Regions from separate parts of the Mus musculus genome. Here region 1 is linked to region 2. Evidence: chromatin contacts called from public promoter capture Hi-C data. All regions are on one chromosome and are shown on one strand. The core of a region is the stretch at or near the end of the contact, and the rest is flanking DNA. Distances in the headings are between cores, read along the strand shown. Region 1 holds the start of Ccn6 (cellular communication network factor 6). Region 2 holds the start of Marcks (myristoylated alanine rich protein kinase C substrate).

Region 1 (2,700 bases), core at 87-2,586, 2.0 Mb before region 2:
ACCTTAGGGTGGCAAATGAAAAGGGTACTGTGAGGTTTGTATAAGCTTGGCCCAGAGAGTGGCATTATTTGGAGGTGTGGCCTTTTTGGAATAGGTGGGTCACTGTGGGCATGGGCTTTAAGACCCTTGTCCTAGCTGTGTGGAAGTCAGTCTTCTCCTGTTTGCCTTGAGATGCCTGCACCATGCCTGTTTGGATACTGCTATGCTCCCACCTTGATGATAATGGACTGATCCTCTGAACTGTAAGCCAACCCCAATTAAATGTTGTCCTTATAAGAGTTGCCTTGGTTATGGTGTCTGTCCACAGCAGTAAACCCCTAACTAAGAAGGGTACCATCTGGGTGGCCCAGTGCACATATAGCTGCAGGCTACTGTGATGTGTGCATGCTCATGTGCTATTGGCTCTGTGGGAGCACAGCCTCCCAGAGGTCACCGCTGTGGGAGGCCTTACTTATGTGCTAAATTCATGCTCATAAGGGTGGGAAGAAAGAGGCCCGGACACTGTAGATCACGTGACAGGCCAAAGGGAGAAGAGCTGTGGGAAGGTAGGTTTCGCCTGCTGGATCTTCAGGAAGACAAGACTTGGACAGAGAAAGAACAAAGGTTAAAATGGATACTCTTAACTCTTGTCCTGGTGACAACACAGGAGGGGACAGGCTGGTGGCCACATGTGTGTGCACACATGGTGTGTTTCTGGAGAAATGGTTCAAATTCAGAGTAACTTACTTTTTAGAGTTTTAAAGATTGTTTTAACTGATACACAAAAACAAAATTATATGTATTAATGGGCATCTTGTAGTGTTTCGTATGTTAAAAAAAATTCTCACTCCAATTTTCTAATTGGGAAAATCTAATTGGGAAAACCTAATTGGGGAAACCTAGGGTTAATTTTCTGTTGTCTCCCACAAAACTACAACTGCAGATAGGAGCCTAGTTTAAGCAAATGTGCTGTGGGGAGTCTACTTACACCCACTAGGTTAACCCCTTACCATTGCCCCAGGGGTGAGATGTGTCGGAGTATAGGACGACATGGGGTGGGGGCTGCTCACCAGCTCAGGAAAGGCCTCTAGAATCTGCTGTTGGTAGGACATGAAACTCAAGTGACATGAAATGGGGAGAGACTGGACCAACACCCGGCAGAGAAATCAGAGAGACCAAGGGCAAGGTGGGAAAGATGTCCAATGCCACCCAACTCCTGGAAGACGGGCTTGGATCTCAAGAACAGGATGTCCGTCCTCCCTCAGAGAACAACCTCCACTTGCTCTCGCAGAGTCCCTGTAGGAAGGTGTTGGCCCCTCCTGACGCACACCGTGCAGACCCAAGGAGCTTCTAGAAGTCCAGTGAAATCCGCAGGGCACTGGGACAGATCCTCAGACGGAAAGTGCAACCCGGGAGTCTGAAGCCCAGGAGGTGGAGACGTGGTTCCTTGTGCAGGAGACAGGGGAGCTTTGTGCCTGGCGCTTCTCCATCTCTCCATCCTCCCGGCATCATGCGTAGGCTCCTCTTTTGCACTCTGCTCATGACTGGGCTGACACAGGTAAGTCCTTGTTTCACATTCAGACTCCAGCTGTACATCTCCAGGCCCAAAGTACAGCTGCAAGGTAGAAATGGGGGAAATATACGGGTAATTATTTAATGAGAAATGGGGAGCCATTTTCCTTTCCAGAACGTTCAGTTTTAGCTTGGGAGTTTCGTCTCGATGCTGGACACTTCCCCCTTTGAGGTGTACACACTGAAGCCTTCTTGCAATGTGTGAACAGTCCACTAGTGTTCCCTTATGTCTATTTACACAGTCCACCCCAGCTCTCGGATGGGTAGCACTGACGGCCACAGCTGTAAACATGATCCCTTCATGAGAGGTTGCAGGCGCGGGCGGGCGAACACAAGGGCAGGCGGGCTCGCCTTTTCACAGCTTGTAGCATGCAAAGAGCTCCTGGCAAAAAAACGGGTTTGGCAATGATTTTTTTTTTTTCCCCCAGCTAAGCCTGTCCTTGTTTGAAAGGAACGCTTAGGAAGGAACATTTAGTGTTAAACTTTTACTTTATCTTTTCTCAAGCCTTGGGTCTTTCACTTTTTGTGAGTGAATCTGTCCGTGGAAGCTCTAAATAATTCGGAGGGCAGAGCATATGAAGTTTAATTTAAAATGAGCAATTCATTGCCTTAGTGTTTTTGATTGAGAAGATTAAAGCAGACAGAGTTACTTGCTGATTTATTTACATGAAGGTCACTGCTGGCTCTGACCTCTTCCGGTGACATAGAAAACATGGAAGGGTAAGGAGTTGGAGCTGAACATGGCTGGGGCAGCAGAGGTATTCTATACAGTAAGGGGAGTTGTTATACCGTCTAGAGGTGTGAGGTTTCAGAAGGCTCCTAAGAAGGATCTCAGCGATGGGTTCTTCCTGCTGGCACAGCTGGAGGACATTTCTTCAATAGCTCTGTGCCCAGCTCTCTCCTGTTCTACACTCTCAGGAGAGGCAGGTGGTTACTGTCAACTGAGGACTAGGGCATGTTCTTTTTTTTTTTTTAGTTTTTTTTAGAGCATGTTCTTAAACAGCAAATATTCTAGCACACAGAGAAATGTACAGAATAGAAAACAAGTGCAAATACAAAGAGATATTGTACTTAGACCACAAATTATCATTCGTGATTAATTTTGCCTTAATTATGTGTGGGTTTTTTGTTTGTTTGTTTGTTTGTTGT
Region 2 (2,771 bases), core at 192-2,691:
TGTTTGACAATTCCGAGCCAACACTAAGAGAAACGAGCCATTCCCTCGACTGCTTCTCGCCTCCATCGTTCACGTTGCAGTCATTAAATGCAAACGCCGAAAGATGTTTTGGATGTTTTCATGAGCGAGACTAGAGGAATATTTATTAAGTTGCATCCTCTATCCCCTCTCCCTTCCAGATACATTAAATCAACGCCTGGTCTTTCACACACTAAAAGCGTCTGGTACTTCGGTGGCAAGGGCTGTAGCGAACGAGAGAGATATCCTACACACCGCTGTAGAGCTTTGCCTTTAGCCTGGGTTAGACGTGGAGTCTCCAGGGATTTTCTTTCTGTCTCTCAACCTTGCAGGCGATTTCTTCTGAGACTAGGACTCGGTCTTTTAGGATTTCCTCGCTGTTGCCTCTCTTCCAGGAGCACACTTGATGCTGTGCACAGACAAGTTCAAAATGAGAGTCCCTCCGATGTTGGCAGCAGGCTAGGAAAACAACCCGTGTCGACGAGAGTAGCTGCCTCCCAACTGTAAATATGGATTCGTACACTCAAGGCTCGGTCTAGTTTTACCACAGAGGAAAATTAATGATGTCGTTTCTTACAGTGATAACATGCTAGCAAGTTTCGATCTTCTGAAAATGGTCCTCACAATGTTTTGTGGAAAAGTGATCGGTAATTGGAATAGTTGGAGAGACGCGATTTGAGGTGCTCCAAGGACCAATTTCAAAATATTTTATTTCACGCCTCTAGGAGAGAAAGGAACGAGCATGGCTTAGGCTGTTTGCTGTTTTTGCGTTTCCCACATCTGGCCTACAGACCTAATTCCAACTGGAGATCTTGCTAGATGAAATTCGATCTTCGTGGTTTAAATACCTTTCAGTGTGGGACGATTTAACAATTGCAGCAGTTTTTTTAAAAAAAGAAACACCCCCCCCCAAAAAAAAAAATCCTTGCGCACTATCTGTGAAACCCTTATGGAGTGCGGAGGGAAAAAATGCTGCTAGCACACAAATCCTACCCATTGTCTTTAACACTCGTATACACACTTATACACGTAAACACACGGGAAAGATGGGGGAGGGGAGAGAATGGCTAGAGACAGACGCGGATATAGACCGGCAAGAGTCAATGCGAGTCAAGTTAAAGCTTTCTCCGCCCCCATCCATAAGTACCCCCTCCCGCGTTAATTAATTCCAAACAAAGCAAGCCAATCAAGACATGCATTATTATTTTCAGGCCGAGGGAGACGAGAAGCACGTATTTTTTAATTGATTTATTTATTTGGAAGACATTAATTCTTGGTCTGAGGCTGATTTTCAAACCGTTTGCAAAGCGCGGCTCCATTGTTCGCCCGGAGCGCAGGCCCCGCCCCCTGCTTTGTGTGCGGCGCGCGGATTGGCCAGCGCGCGCGGGGGCCGCGTCAGCGCCCGCGAGCCCATTCATCTGTGCACTTGGGCGTTGGACCCCGCATCTTATTAGCAACCAGGGAGATTTCTCCATTTTCCTCTTGTCTACAGTGCGGCTACAAATCTGGGATTTTTTTTTATTACTTCTTTTTTTAAAAAAACTACACTTGGGCTCCTTTTTTGTGCTCGACTTTTCCACCTTTTTCCCTCCTTCCTGCGCTGCTGCTTTTTTGATCTCTTCGACTAAAAATTTTTTATCCGGAGTATTTAATCGGGTCTCTTCTGTCCTCCTCGCCACCCCCACCCCCTCCCTCCGGTGTGTGTGCCGCCGCCGCTGTTGCTGCTGCTGCTGCTCGCCCCGTCGTTACACCAACCGAAGGCTCTTTGTTTCCTCTCTTGGATCTGTTGAGTTTCTTTGTTGAAGAAGCCAGCATGGGTGCCCAGTTCTCCAAGACCGCAGCGAAGGGAGAAGCCACCGCCGAGAGGCCCGGGGAGGCGGCTGTGGCCTCGTCGCCTTCCAAAGCAAATGGGCAGGTAAATTCTACCTGTGGTTCTTGGCATTTCTTGGGTGTCTTTCTCTAATCTGGACGCCTCGTCTTCCCTCTGGTCGCGCCCGAGATGCATTCGAGGGAGGGGAGCCTAGCCAGATTCTAGTCTGAAAGTTGAATGGGTAATGATAGCCTAAATTGTCAATTTTTCATAGGAAGGGTACCCTCCACCCCCACCCCAAAGGAGTGGTTCCTAAGGATCCTGGCCAATTCTTGAGTAGACCGGAGGAAGAGTGATAAATCGTCTAAAATGGCGTGGTTTGGAGATTGGCTGAACGTGACTAGTTAGATGCACCCCCCCCCCAACGCCCCTCCAGGTTGCATTTGTATTTGGGGCCACAGTGGTGTTTGGGTGGCTCACGTATTTATTGTCGAGATTGGGTCGTCTTTGAGATTTCTGGTGTGGTTGTGTGTGTGCGCGCGCGTGTGTATGTGTGTGTAGGAAGGGGGGAGCCAACGCGGATGGCGGTGGAGAAAGGCAAGCTGAGAAGGCTTGTCTTATTGTATCCAGAGGCAGTATGCCTCGGGTTCTTGGAAAGGTGGCTGGTTAGAGCCGGACAGGCAGCTTTTCCAAGTGCCTTTGCGATGGCCCTTCCCCTCCCCCTTTGGTAGCTGTGTAATTACACACCCATATGACTTTTCAAATGGTATCCTGGTGTGGTGGGAATTCTCAGTGGGTTTTTGAAGACCCTTTCCTGCCTGCCAAGAAGGGAGCAGTTCTGGTGTTTTGGTCTGGACTGTTCGTGTGAGTGGCACCTTGGCCACCCTCGAGGATTGCCTCAGTGCTGCTGCGACCCAGGCAGAGAGCCATGGTTGGGTGGGCT

The links. Promoter capture Hi-C pulls out the DNA fragments that hold promoters and counts their contacts.
Region 1: a contact with region 2 is called in a promoter capture Hi-C map of hippocampal neurons, with 18 times the contacts expected there. The contact joins the promoter of Ccn6 here to the promoter of Marcks in region 2. A contact is called at or near these places in 7 of 39 promoter capture datasets (the C10 cell line, cranial neural crest, hippocampal neurons and 3 more), 1 of 484 Hi-C or Micro-C datasets (uterus), 7 of 115 datasets of contacts at active chromatin or transcription factors (the NIH/3T3 cell line, astrocytes, differentiating embryonic stem cells and 4 more) and 1 of 9 other capture datasets (adipose tissue).

The regions. Positions count from the first base shown.
Region 1 is chr10:39,162,430-39,165,129 of GRCm38.p6, reverse strand. It overlaps Ccn6 (cellular communication network factor 6), which reads left to right and starts at 1,336. Exons shown (of 5, transcript NM_001127376.1): 1 at 1,336-1,537. The coding sequence starts at 1,490.
Region 2 is chr10:37,137,596-37,140,366 of GRCm38.p6, reverse strand. Marcks (myristoylated alanine rich protein kinase C substrate) reads left to right here and starts at 1,441. Exons shown (of 2, transcript NM_008538.2): 1 at 1,441-1,933. The coding sequence starts at 1,832. 5930403N24Rik (RIKEN cDNA 5930403N24 gene) reads right to left here and starts at 835. Exons shown (of 3, transcript NR_166104.1): 1 at 1-835.